2 separate regions of the Xenopus laevis genome follow, and region 1 is linked to region 2. Evidence: chromatin contacts called from public Hi-C data. All regions are on one chromosome and are shown on one strand. The core of a region is the stretch at or near the end of the contact, and the rest is flanking DNA. Distances in the headings are between cores, read along the strand shown.

Region 1 (6,694 bases), core at 2,754-5,253, 170 kb after region 2:
TTTTATTTTATTACAAAATTTAAGTTTAAAGGAACAGTAACACCAAAAAATGTAAGTGTTTTAAAATAATGACAATATCACGTATTGTTGCCCTGCACTGGTAAAACTGGTGTGTTTACTATAGAAACACAACTATAGTGTATATAAACAAGCTGAAGTTCAGTCATTCAAGCACAGGATACACAGTAGATAACAGATAGGTTCTGATGAATACCAGTGTATGCTACAAAGCTTATCGGTTATCTGCTATGTACCCGGTATCTTTACTCCTTTTTTCAGACTGAATGGCTGCCCCCATGGCTACACAGCAGCTTGTTTATATAAACTATAGTGGAGTTTCTGAAGCAAAAAGCAAACACAAAAGTTTTACCAGTGCAGCGCAACAGTTTACATTTTCATTACATTAAACCACTTTTTGCTATTACTGTTCCTTTAATGTCCCTGTCTCTGGTGTTTCAGTTTGGCAGCTCAGTAATTCAGGTGCAGATTCTGAACTGTTACAATGTTGTAACATTCAGTTGATCCATTTCTCAGCAACATCTGTGGAATATTGGAAGCTATTTATAAATTCTAACAGCTGCCTTTAATGAAACTCAGGGATTCTGCTCTACAGGGACACATATAATGTATCAACTAATGTATCAAATTAGAACAGTTTACAGAGTAGGTGACCCCCTCCCAGAGCTGCTGTAGAAAGACATAAGAAGGTGAGAAATTAAATTTTAAACTTCAATATTAGAAAAACACCAAAAGAAAGTAATTGGAAAAAGTCTCTATTTCAGGTGAACTGGTAATCTAAAAAGAACAGAAAATAGTGTTGGAAGCTGAACAACCAATTTTAAAGGAGAAATAAAGCATAACTAAAGAAGTAGGCAGAAATGTTGTACCTTATGTTTTGTGCTTCTGTACCAGCCCAAGGCAACCACAGCCCTTTAGCAGGAAAGATCTGTGTCTTCAAAGATGCCCCAGTAGCTCCCCATCTTCTTTTCTGCTGATTCACTGCACATGATCTGTGCTGCTGTCACTTATTGAGCTTAGGGACCCACTCACAATATACAGTACACATAGAATAGAAATGTGACAATATAAGGCTGATTAGTAATTAATACAGATAATTACTACATGGCAGCACAGAAACCAGTGCATTTAGCATCAAAATTTAATAATCAGCCTTGTAGCATCATCTTATATTACAGACCAGCCTCATTTTCTGATTGATAATTTGCAACGACCCCTAAGCTTAGCTTCTCAACAGCTGCTCAGAGCCCACTGAGCATGTGAGTGTCACAGACACTTTCCAAGATGGTGACCCCCTGTGACAAGTTTGAAGTCCTGGATCATTGCTGCTATTGAGAAGCTGAAACTTTAGGCCGGTGCAATACGTTCAATATATAAAATATGGCATTTTTAGCCACATTCATTTTTAGGGTTTAGTTCTCCTTAAAGCATTTAGGCAGGTATTGTGAGCATAATTCATCACATTTTCACTGCTCTAGAGTGCAGCGGTGTAACCTTTACATCAATCCAGTTGACTGAGCCAGATTTCAATCATCTGATGTGCTTGCCCACTATCCCCAGCCCAACTCCTCCCTTGCAGCGCACCCAATATCCAGTAAGGCTCTTTGTATTATTTGTGCCATGCAATTTCCATGAACAATGTGGCCCATAACAGTATGTTGCTCTTATAAATTTGCCACCCTTATTCTACACCTTTGTGGCCTTCTCAGAAATGCACATAGATAGAGAACTGCCAACAAGTAAGCTGCCAACTCAGTCTGAAGGGGCCAAGTCAGAAGCTTATATTGGCCCATGTATGGTCAGCTTAAGATGTCTGCACATCTCAGAGTAATTCCCTGCTGTTTTTTTAAAGTAATAAAATAAAGATTAAAATAAAACAATAAAAAATAGTCAAATTATGTTCTCTGGAACAGTTAGAAACAGCTTGCATTTACATGTTAACTAGTTTAAAAAAAAACTATTAATATACAGCTAATTAGGCATATGTTTTCTCCCTTAGTCTTATTCTGGCTGATAAGAAGATACAATGAGGCTTTAGCAAAGACAGATGAAAATGACTATTGTAAACATATAAAACAACGTTAGCACCGCTGCTTTATAACTCCTTTGCATATAAACTGCTACTTATTGAAAGACTGTTCAGCTTTGTCGTAGCATTTTGGATGCAGAACATTTTAACTTATAGAGGACCAAAAGATGAAGAGGAAAGTGTTGTGACAAGTTCAATGTGCAAGCTCAGAATCAATGTTTAACATACTGATATTCTTTTTCCCCACAGTGTGGCACCAATGCACCATAAGTGCAACCAGGCCTTGAAAAAAAATCTATTTTGCCTACTTTTTAATAGTATATGGTAAAACAATAAGCATAACGTTAACATAAGCATAAATTATTTATACTATACTTTATTTCTACTAACTGTATTTGTAAGTCTTTTTATTTTGCCTCTCTCCAACGTTAAAATTAAAACAGATTGATTTTAAGAGGTTAATTTTTACTCATAGGTCTGAAGTTAGGGTCTCCAGGTAGAAAGTGATTACTCACCACAAGAGGGAAGAGGCCCAGGTTCACCGCCCTGAGCCCTCAGCACGGGGAGCGGACAATCCGAAAAGTCTTTGGAGCAGGCACTCAAAGAAGGCAAACTTACACCAGGTAATCAGTTCAACGTGAAAAGAGTTTATTGTGTCCGCAGCCTTACGCGTTTCATGACAGCTCAACTACTTTTTCACCCACATGCTCTTCTGAGATACAACCTTTCATAATGGAGACTATATATCACATGCTACAATATATCAAAACCCCAATATATATATATATATATATATATATATATATATATATATATATATATATATATATATATATATATATATATATATATATATATATATATATATATATATATATATAAACACAAAACCTCCAATATTACTAGGAACCAATTTCTAAAAACAAAAAAAAGTAGAAGGGGCATGTAAAGCTGGCTGAGATTAGGCAATTACTATGGGATTCAATAAAAAGGTATTTCCACTTGACCAAAAGAGCAACAGAACGACCAGTGTGCCTTTGCCCTTAGGTCTAATTTCTGCCTAGTCTATTTATTTCTAATGAGTTTATACCATGTATGTGCCTTTTGCATAGCCCTATGCATGCACCTCAGTTTTTGTATACAGGTATGTATATTCCATCTTGTCTTGGATAAAGACTCGATGCAAGTGGGCCAGGCCCTGCGTGTTTATTACAGAGTACCATTTCGGGGGTACTCCCCTTCGACAGACCGTTTGGTTTGGTTTGGTCTGGTCTGACGAAGGGGCGTGCCCCCGAAATGTTACTCTAACATTTCGGCTGCATCTGTTTAGATACAGAAGGAAATTAGCAACTCAAAACCCTCAGGACAGACTTTATTAACAGGGGCTGAGTCATCGAGTCCTGAGTGCCGGTAATTTTCTGGCCGCTTGCATTGAGTCCTGAGTGTCGGTAATTTTCTTCTTTATCCAAGTCTATTTGAGGGTGCCGACCCTTTTTTGCTGGGCACCGGAACAATATCCTTTGAGAGGCCAGGGTGTGCTGGTGGTTTTTGGATATTCCATCTTGTCTGCCAATTCATCTGCATTCACATCCACCATAGTTGCTTTGAAAAAATATACTGGATTTGCTGGTATAATCACCTTAACAAAGGTATCACCTTTACACCACTTTTGTTATATTTCTTATCAAATGCATTACCCTATTACCCTTATTGATACTAGCATGAGACATAGGAGCATGTGACGAGGGAAGAGGAACAATATTTATATTTTAACATGTCTATGCATACTAAATAAGAATGTTTACAATGTTTTCTATATATATATATATATATATATATATATATATATATATATATATATATATATATATATATATATAAATATATTCACAGAGGGGTTAAAAGGCAAGAAACCTGTGTGTGCATAAAGCACTCAGCTTGGCTGTGAGACTCCCTCCTATCCCAGCATGCAATACCCGGCCTCTGATTACTTAGTCCCTTGCAGTAGGCTGCAGTAATTAAGCCTTGCCCTGGGTCCCGGGGGAGATGCACAGAAGGTTAGTGATCCTTAGACATGACACTCTGTTATTTATAGATGATTAAGGCTTATTTATCTCTGTGTAAATGTTGCCAGAGATAGGACAGATCTTACTGCACATCTGCTGCTGATTAGAACTTACCAGCTGCGAGTCACAGGCTCTTCTGCAGGAGCTCTAACTCTTAACCCTTCCACTTTCAGCACAGTGCACCAGGGAAAGGCTTCAGCTAGCCGGATGCATTGCGGTTGAATCCAGTTGCCACGCCAGATAATAGATGTACGATGATTGCATACAGTATTATAATTGTTTTCATTATCGTATAGCACTGAGATAGTGTGCGTAGATAAACAGAGAGAAATATTTAACCATTCACATAAGCCGTACCACTGCAAAGCTTACTCCAGGCCTACAAACATTCACACAAAAGGGTCAATACCATCATTAAGCTTATTAAACTGACAATAGGTTTTTGAATTATGAGAGGAAACTGGAGCACCCACATAAAACCCATGCAGAGACAGAACATACAACCTATATATGAAAAAAAAAACCTGCTCTGGATGCTCGGGACCTGGCGGTTTCCGGATAATGTAATTTGGATCTTCATGCCCTAAAGCTGGCCATAGATGTTGAGATTTTTAAAAGATCCCATCCTCATCGTGAGACCACGATTTTCTCGGAACGATCGTACGAATTGATCATTAACTAAAAAGACCAATTTGCCAGAAAAACAAAGGGGAGCTGCCTGCTTGGCCCTGCAAACATATATAGATTGCATTGGGACCGACAAAGTTTTTTTGACCTGGCTGATCAATTTTCAGATAGATGTCGGCCGAAAAATTGTAAGATGTACGATCGTTCGAATCCCACTAACCGCACGATAATTTCGAAGGATTGGTCGGACTTCCCTAAAATCGGTCATTCGGCAAGAAGAATCGTTGCGTCTATGGGGAGCTTAAGTCTACTAGAAAATCATGTAAACATTAAATAAGCCCAATAGGCTGGTTTTGCTTCCAATTAGGATTAATTATATCTTAGTTGGGATCAAATACAATGTACCGTTTTATTCTTACATTAATCATTTTATTATTTTTATTAAAAATTTGGATTATCTGGATAAAATGGGAGTCTATGGGAGATGGCCTTTCCATAATTTGGAGCATTCCAGGTAACGGGTTTCACGGTAAAGGAATCCTATACCTGTATAGCAAATCTACCAATGGTCTCACTCCACCGTTACTGCCCTACCCCAATGCTATTTTTGCATAAGGCTAAACTGACTTATCTTTCTGCCATCATTTATTGGCATGGAAAATAACCCCTCCAATGAGTGATCTGCCTGATTAAATCTTAGCTATAAAAAAATCATTCATCGGGCCTCTGGAATTCTTGTAAAACAAGAACAAACCTCTCCATACACAAACTCAAATGAATGGGCCGTTAGTCTGATATTCCTAGTGTTTACAACAACAAAAAGGAATGGCATAACTGTATTAATCTCCAAGTTTGGATATTCAAATGTATCCAAATGTGAGACTAAATAAATTATTTCATAATTATGCACAAAAAAAAACATTTTACATTACACCACAAAACTGTATGTGGAAAAGATTATATAGGTATTAGAGACACCTTAAACAACCTAGCTGGGAACTGTGTCCCTGTGTGCTGCCAACTATTTCATAAGCCCTTTATCTGCACAATGTTATCAAGTGCTTATCAAACTCCACGGCTTATCTAAACTAAACAATCACTGAAACAGCAGCAGATAAGGCCTTCTGACAAGGTAGTTTCAGCAATTAAAGTTAAAAACCCATGCCAACCCAAGAGAAACTTCCTTGCTATCCTACCACTCAGTAAGCATTTTACTAAGGGTTTTTTTTAACCTATAAGTCTGGAAGAAATAAAGCTACAGACTTTTAAGGTGGCCATAGATGCAAAGATCCGCTCGTTTGGCGATGTTGCCAAATGAGCGGATCTTTTCCGATATGCCATTAACAGGCATGGCTATATCGGGGGTAATCTGATTGTTCGGCCGTATGGCCGAACGATCAGATTACGATGTGCCATGAGCTCCGGCGGGACCGGTCGGGTCAAAATCAAACCTGACCGATCGACCAAACGACCGATCTCCGCCGGGCGAAAGATGACGGCACACGCCACACACGATCCGAAAATTGTACGAATCCTCGATTCGTACGATCCGATCTGTGTGTCTATGGCCACCTTTAGGGTCTGGCCACACAAACAGATTCTTCGGGACAACAATCTCCTGAACTGCCTTCCCCCTGCCGGCTCAAATGAAAATCGCCTGGGGGAAGGCACGTGTGGTGCTTTGTTTTCCAAAGTCGCCCGAAGATGCCTCACGAGGAAACTTCGGAAAACGAAGTGCCGCGTGGGCCTTCCCCCAGGCGTTTTTCATTTTAGCCGGCGGAGCGCAGGGGGAAGGTGGTTCGGGAAGATTGTTGCCCCGAAGAGGAGGAGATTTGTCGCTGAGGCGACTAATCTCCCTGAGGCGACTAATCTCCCTGAATCTGCTCGTGTGGCCAGACCCTTATAGATAGCAGAGAAAAACCCAAAACTGCAATGATGCCTCACATCGACTTTT
Region 2 (7,105 bases), core at 2,721-5,220:
GTTATAATATTAATGTTATAAAGTTATACTGTACATGCATACATTTTCTCCATGGCATTAAAAAGTAAAGCTGAATTATTTCCTCTTGCTTCACTTGCCCCTTAGTCTCCACTTTTGTACAACTGGCACCATTGCTAGAAAGCCATTATTTAAAAATACCCATAGATTTTATGGTCTTGAATTGTATTGAATTGAAATGTATTTTACATAACCAGTTCTGCCAGGGCAAATCATTTCCCATATAGGAACCTGGTAGGGACATTAAAAATGCCACTGTTTTCTGTCAGGGTCAAAACATCCCATGGGTCACAGGCCATAGACCCCATTGAACACAAAAGACCACACTGGCCTTGGATTAGACAGCAGATTAAAATGCGGCTGAACTAAGCAGAGCTGATAACAACATGCCTCAATAAAAACAGAAATAAATTTTATTTTATAAGCATTAGACCTTATATCAGGTGAAAATGAATCATTACTGTTCCTCTAAGAAAGAAGTTCCCCCACGTTGAACTCTGTACTTGGGCCTAAATTCTTAATATGTTGGCAATATTTGTGCCGGTTCAGTCAGTTTGCTGGTGGCAGAGGCAAAAATAAATTCATTATTCTGCCGCTGATTATCTTTTCCTTAGTGCAGTAATAAAACAAGGGACATTGCTATTCTGCTTATGCCTGTTTTCCCTCATTTTATTTTATATATCTTCTTCCTGGAGAGCAGTCATTTCTACAACGTGGAAGGAATCTAAAATTCGTAATCAAATTATGTTCCTTATCTTCCATTTATCATGCTTTTTATTGACTATGTAATCTCTCAAGCACTATGGCTTAGTCCAAAAGATAGCTCAGAATAAAATATGAGCAGATAGTGATAATGGCCATTGTATAAACATGTTTTTTGAACCTGCTGAAATGTGCAATTTAAAGATTGCAAATAAATATACAATTTTCCTATTTGTGCATCTGCCTTTTAACCCATTGATGTCAGGGAACTTTGCATCATATTCGTTGTAGTAAAGCAGAAAGTGAAAATATTTTATCAATAATAATCTTTTTTAATCTTGTCTACTGTTTATGTGTTTATCAGTGTTACTATTACTGACAAGTGTCAGACCTATATTGTTGTGGTCAGCATAATATATATTTAATACTCAAGACCTATCCATATATATTGAATATTGCACCCCCTGTTGTAATATGTAAGGATAAATGGTGCTTTGTGATGAAATTTGTGTCAGATGACCCCATTAAACGTGTCAACGTACCCCCTTTTGTAAAATAGTAGGATATTAAAGGTTGCAGAGTTCCATGACCAAATAAAGGCATAAGGCCAAAGGCCTAGTGTTTTTACAGTTCAGAAAACTCAGAGACATTATTGCCTATATAAATTATGAGGATATTAGAAGTGAACTCAGAGTTTCATGACCTGTATAAAAGCGCAAAGCCTATTTTACAATAAGGGGTACATTAGTCTCCGTACATAATATCCTGGGGAACTGTGCCAGAATGTTACAGAATGTCATTGAGTACATATTACACCCTTAATAAATCAGCCCCATCCTCTCCAGGAGAGTCACAAAAATAAAACACATGATTACTTAGAATTACTATTCTCTCTCTCTCTGCTTCCAAAATACCCCATAGGTGTACATAAACAAATCTCCTTCAGTGAAAGTGGTCTTAAAGGGATACTGTCATGGGAAAAAACATTTTTTTCAAAATGAATCAGTTAATAGTGCTGCTCCAGAAGGTAACCAGATAACAGCTCCCTAACACAAGATAGCAGCTGCCTGGTAGATCTAAGAACAACACTCAATAGTAAAAACCCATGTCCCACTGAGACACATTCAGTTACATTGAGAAGAAAAAACAGCAGCCTGCCAGAAAGCATTTCTCCCCTAAAGTGCAGGCACAAGTCACATGACCAGGGGCAGCTGGGAAATTCAGATTTCAAAACTGAATATAAAAAAATCTGTTTGCTCTTTTGAGAAATGAATTTCAGTGCAGAATTCTGCTGGAGCAGCACTATTAACTGATGCATGTTAACTGACATGTTTTCCGATGACAGGATCCCTTTAACATTTCCACAAAACTATGATGGAAAAAAAAAGTTACAGTTACCCCGGTGGTCTAGTGGCCGTCGGGGACACCCGCCGCTGGTTCCTCTTCCTTTGGTGTCGGTTTCCTCTATGGCACACTTCTGGGTTTTACGCACCGGCGTGATGACGTCATTGCGCTTTGGTGCGAAATTTAAAGGGACTTTTGATTTGAATGAGTTGCCTGTTGTTAGGTCTAATGTGTTTAGTTCCTGGGTGATTATTCTGCGTGAATCTTATTGTGTATCCTGGTTTTGACCCTTGCCTGACTATTCTGAACTCTCCAATCCTCATCCTTGCCTGTCTGACTATCCTGAGAACTCTACCTGTACCGACCCGGGCCTGTCTGTTCCAGTTGATCCTTCTGAGTTGTGTTGCCTTCTGTCCTAAATCCTTGGTAAACAATCATGCCCCTTTGCTCGTCCAGAACTCCGATTACCCGAGGGCTCTTCACAAAGTGAAATGCAGCTGCTACAGGCGGAAACAGATCTGAGACCAGGGAGCCTAGATATTGTTCTGGATTTAGGGTGCTGATTGTGATAGTTACATAGTTAAATTGGGTTGAAAAAAGACAAAGTCCATCAAGTTCAACCCCTCCAGTTGAACTTGCATTGAAAATAATCTACTGGGGCAATCAATAATTATCCAGTCAGCCAATACTAAGGGCCAAGAAACAGATAATTATCTGTGCTGGGAGTGAAAACACTCATCTGTTTTCTTCTGCCCCCCAACATTGGTGTGCACTAACAGGCACAGCATCTACCTGGATGGGGCGAATTGTGGCATGAAACCCCATCTGTGCACTAACACTAATGCTGTGCCTGCCTGGGCACATGTTGTGACGGGTGTATCTGCCCCATTTCACTTTTGCTGAAAATTCACTGAAATGCATTGGTCTATGGGTGACAAACATTTTCTTGGCACGCAACAATTTTTTTCACTTATTGGAATCAATGGGCGTAATTATTGCGGTAAAACTTGGCTCATCACTAAAGATCAGTGTTTTTTCCTCATTCAATGTCTCCCCTGTGTAGATACGTTGATGGTAAACATGGTATAACATTTGATAACCACATTTGATTTGCCATATTGGAAAACTCAAATTCCTCTTTCAAAGTCTATGAGTAATGCTAGCATTCTATAGATACTCTTGTAATCAAGATTCCTAGTACAAACCTATGTAATACCCACACATTCAGAATTGTTGCCATTATTGACAGGTGCTTTGTTATTTTGTATTTGCCAATCCATTTGCTTTCTCAGGCTTTATCCTTACGTACAAATCCAGTTTTGCTATCAGTGAGGGACAGAATCCTTTCTTTCAGTAGATAAGTTTAAAAAGATAAGCCATACTATCTACAATGCTCTTTTATAGCCTGTTATGTTGTAGTTTGCAGTTCTAATATCAAAGTCTACTGAGTAGATATGTGGGGAGCAGATAGAGAGCATATAAAACAGATAAACACTTTTTCTCAGTAGATTACGCTTACGCTACAAAGTGCCACCGCGCCTTTTAATGACGGGGGTCACACTCCTGTTGACAAACCATTGGTATTATTAGTGCCTGTCACTTGGTGACTGCTTTATCTTTGCAATAAGGGCTCAAAGCTCTTAAACTTTGACATTCACATTTTTAGATAAGATATTGACCAAGTCTTAAGTACCAGTTTCTTCACTTCTGCTAAGATAAGAACCCAAAAGCAACTGATGTAGTACATATTTACCAGAGTTATTGGAAAACGTCAATATGTGTAAAAGAGCAGGGCAGAAAGGGCATTTTCCCCAGGTCCCACCTCAGATAGGGTTACCACCTATGCTGTCTTCTAATAGCGGCCAGGGTGGGAGTGTGGGGGGCTGCTCAATGATAGCAGGGGCGGGGTTGTGACAACACCGGCGACATCAGGCAAACATAGTGAGTACTGTGGGGCAGAGGGGGTGGGTGTGTACTGCTACTAAAAAATGGCTCTCTCTTTAAACAAAACAGGGATTGTTTGTCCATATATTGCAATATATTTAAGCTGACCAACTACGTCAAAGTCATCCCATATCTGGCCAGTCCTATGCTCAATTTTATCTGATTCATTAAGAATTCTATTGCTTCATTATACATTTTACAAAGGGACTAAGTTTTACCTGCAACTTACTAGCTGCTTTCAAAGTAAACCTCCATACTTGGCTGCCCTTTTATTAGACACCAGTGGGATCACCTGACTATAGCTGGGAAGGGTGGGAGCTTCAACATGGAGCTGGTCACTGCTCCTGTATAACTATAACAAACAAGGGAAAGCTCCATGTTGTAGCCCCCACCCTATATCTACACCTCCCCTGTCCGCACACATGCTATCTCGATGTTAATTGTTGCTGGGTGCTGTGCTGTGGTTGAAACACCCACAAAACAAACGGTAGCACGCACTCCGGATATCTTTTTCTACAATCATTTAAGTACAAATGATACATTTGGTTTACATCAACGTTTCGGTTGTGGTCTGCAACCTTTCTCAAGATGCAGATTTTAAATGTATGTACTTTATTGATATTGTATTCATTTGGAGACATATCTTGCACAACCGAAACGTTGATGTAAACCAAATGTATCATCATCATATCCGGAGTGTGTGCAATCTTTTGCTTTTTTGTATATATAAATATATATATCTATATATATATACATATACACAGTATATCTATATATATATATCTATATGTGATGTGTGGGCCGGGACCTGCGATAATAGTATCCATTCCCCACCGTAAAGTCTCCCTCAATAATAGTATCCACTCCCCATTGTAACCTGAATTTGGTGCATCCCTTCTTATTTGAGATTTGTCATTCATTTAAGTCAGGTGTAACGTTTGTGTTTAGCTGGATAGTCTGTGAGGATGTCTAGGGGTGTCACCAAAGTTGTGAGAGAGAAAATCTTTGTACTGTAGGGCCTTTACACACAGCTGGTAACATTTAGGTGTAGCTGCTAATGGCAACTAAATGTCGTGTACAGTATCTCAGTTGGATATGTGACCTTGGCAGAACTAGTTAAAGTGTCAGGATACCCCCTTGGTCAACACGAGTTGAATTAATAGGGCTTGTGCTGAACATACCTTTTGCTTATTGGTTTAATCATGAATAATCTACTGTATGTTGTACCTCACTCAGTTTCCATTTTTGCCCTGTTTATCTTAATAAATAACAAAATACATTTATTGTGATTTAAACAATAGGCAAAAAGTATGTGTATAACAAGGCACATTCATTAACACATATTAAAAAGGGTGTATAATGTCCCTTTAAGTTCCAGAAACAGCAACTATTTAGCTCTCAAGAGACCTTTGTCCCTGAAAATGTATGGACTCCATAGTAGTATAGTGTTAGTATAACAGTGAAGGGACTGAGTTGTAGGCATTGAAAAGAAGGATTTCATTGCAGTGCAAGTATAATGAACACAACTCTCATGTCCTGTATAATGGGCATGAAGTACTATGAGCCATTTCATACCTCCCAAAATTCCAAAAACGGAAAGAGGGACAAAGATTTTATGGCCAAACCCCCTGAACACCACGTCCATTTTACAAAATTTGGCTGGTTATGGAAAGTTTGAACACATTTCTGGGAGTTTTCAGGGCAATGTTTTATGTGTTATTACAGTTTTGCTAATAAAGGTGAATTGCCCTTTAAGCTGCAAGTCTCAGTCCTCCCAAGAGACCTGCTTATCTTAAATAGTTACAATTGTATCTTTATCTTAAATTGTTACAAATGTATCAACGTGCAGTTGCTGACTGTTCTGGGCTCTCTGCCAAGCGCCTCTTATTTCATTCAATTTCGGAAACTTTGTATCTTTTTCTGGCTGTTCAGTGCAGGACATCAAATAGGAAGTCGGGAAATTTCAGTAAAAATCCAGGAGTGCGGGCTGAGCTGTCAAATTCGGGACTGTTCAGTGAAAACCGGTTGGGAGGTGTGCCATTTATAGCAAGTCTAGCCATCAGCTCACGCCTTGGAACACCCAGAACTTTGCAGATGTTGGCAGTTATTGCTCCACGTTGATCAATGTCCTATTCATTGATTTAAACAGGAACCCATTAACTCTCCTGTATGTGAGTGGCCGAGCCAGAAATGACATCTTTTATATATGTGTTTGAGTTTTATGCACTGTGTATGGCTGATGTGTGTTAATGGATATGTACTAAGGCAGTTTTGATGATTATTTCTAGGGAGGAAGGTCACACCCCATGTCTTCCAGGCTTCCTATGTCACTTGCAGCACATTTACTTGCCGCTGCCGATCAAGTGCTCTCTAGGGTGAATACTCTGTCTGGCCAGGTTTTCAAATGAAGCATTGAAGGTAATCTGAGAAACACACAAACATATATGTGTCACTCATTTAGAGACTGACAAATATAGACATGTATTGCTTCGTAAGCAGATAAAGATATCATATCTGTATCATAAATGAGTATCCCGCTTATTGTGCACTTTACTTTGGATCTTGCTATGCTGATTGTAGCCAGTAAACACACAGCATGCTATAAATCAAAATGGAACTGTAGCGTGTATCATGGCACACTTATGCCAGCCACGTAGATTCTATAGGATTCACTGGTTATGTCTAGAGCACCTTAAATACATTCGGGAGCAGCCCTTGCATGTGATCATGTCACAACTTCTCTTTTGTTGCAGCAGTAAGAAGGGGGCAGGTTTTCCCCTGACACAGCTAATTGTGGAATGACTTGTAAATAACTACTGCGCGTGTCTGTTTATATTCTTTGCACTACTCAAAACAATACAGCAAAAATGGGTAAATTGACAGGCCTGGAAGTGAATGGGTTTCAGCTTCTTTGTTTCAATAGTCAATCAGAAAATAGAAAGGGATACATTTCAACTGCAAACTTCAATTATTCTGCATTGGAAAGTTGCTTTGAATTATGTTTTCTATTGTTCTGCACAAAATGTAAAGGGTAAAACTTGTAATAATCTCTAATGTGTAGGCAAATATATTCATCTTGATAGAAGTTACACTATAG

What was found. Hi-C and Micro-C count contacts between places; a contact is called where the count stands out from the background.
Region 1: a Hi-C map of the XTC cell line shows a contact between it and region 2, with 3 times the contacts expected there. The contact joins two enhancer-like sites. A contact is called at or near these places in 2 of 4 Hi-C or Micro-C datasets (the XL177 cell line and the XTC cell line).

What each region holds. Positions count from the first base shown.
Region 1 is chr1L:169,137,603-169,144,296 of Xenopus_laevis_v10.1, forward strand. All of the region lies in intron 3 of LOC108716118 (autism susceptibility gene 2 protein), which reads right to left. Among protein-coding and RNA genes, the nearest start is that of LOC108716118, 150 kb to the right of the region's middle. Within about 2 kb of position 4,004, at least 1 of the 7 cell types and tissues checked has an H3K27ac peak or open chromatin away from gene starts, as enhancers often do.
Region 2 is chr1L:168,965,786-168,972,890 of Xenopus_laevis_v10.1, forward strand. No RefSeq gene overlaps it. Among protein-coding and RNA genes, the nearest start is that of chfr.L, 18 kb to the left of the region's middle. Within about 2 kb of position 3,971, at least 1 of the 7 cell types and tissues checked has an H3K27ac peak or open chromatin away from gene starts, as enhancers often do.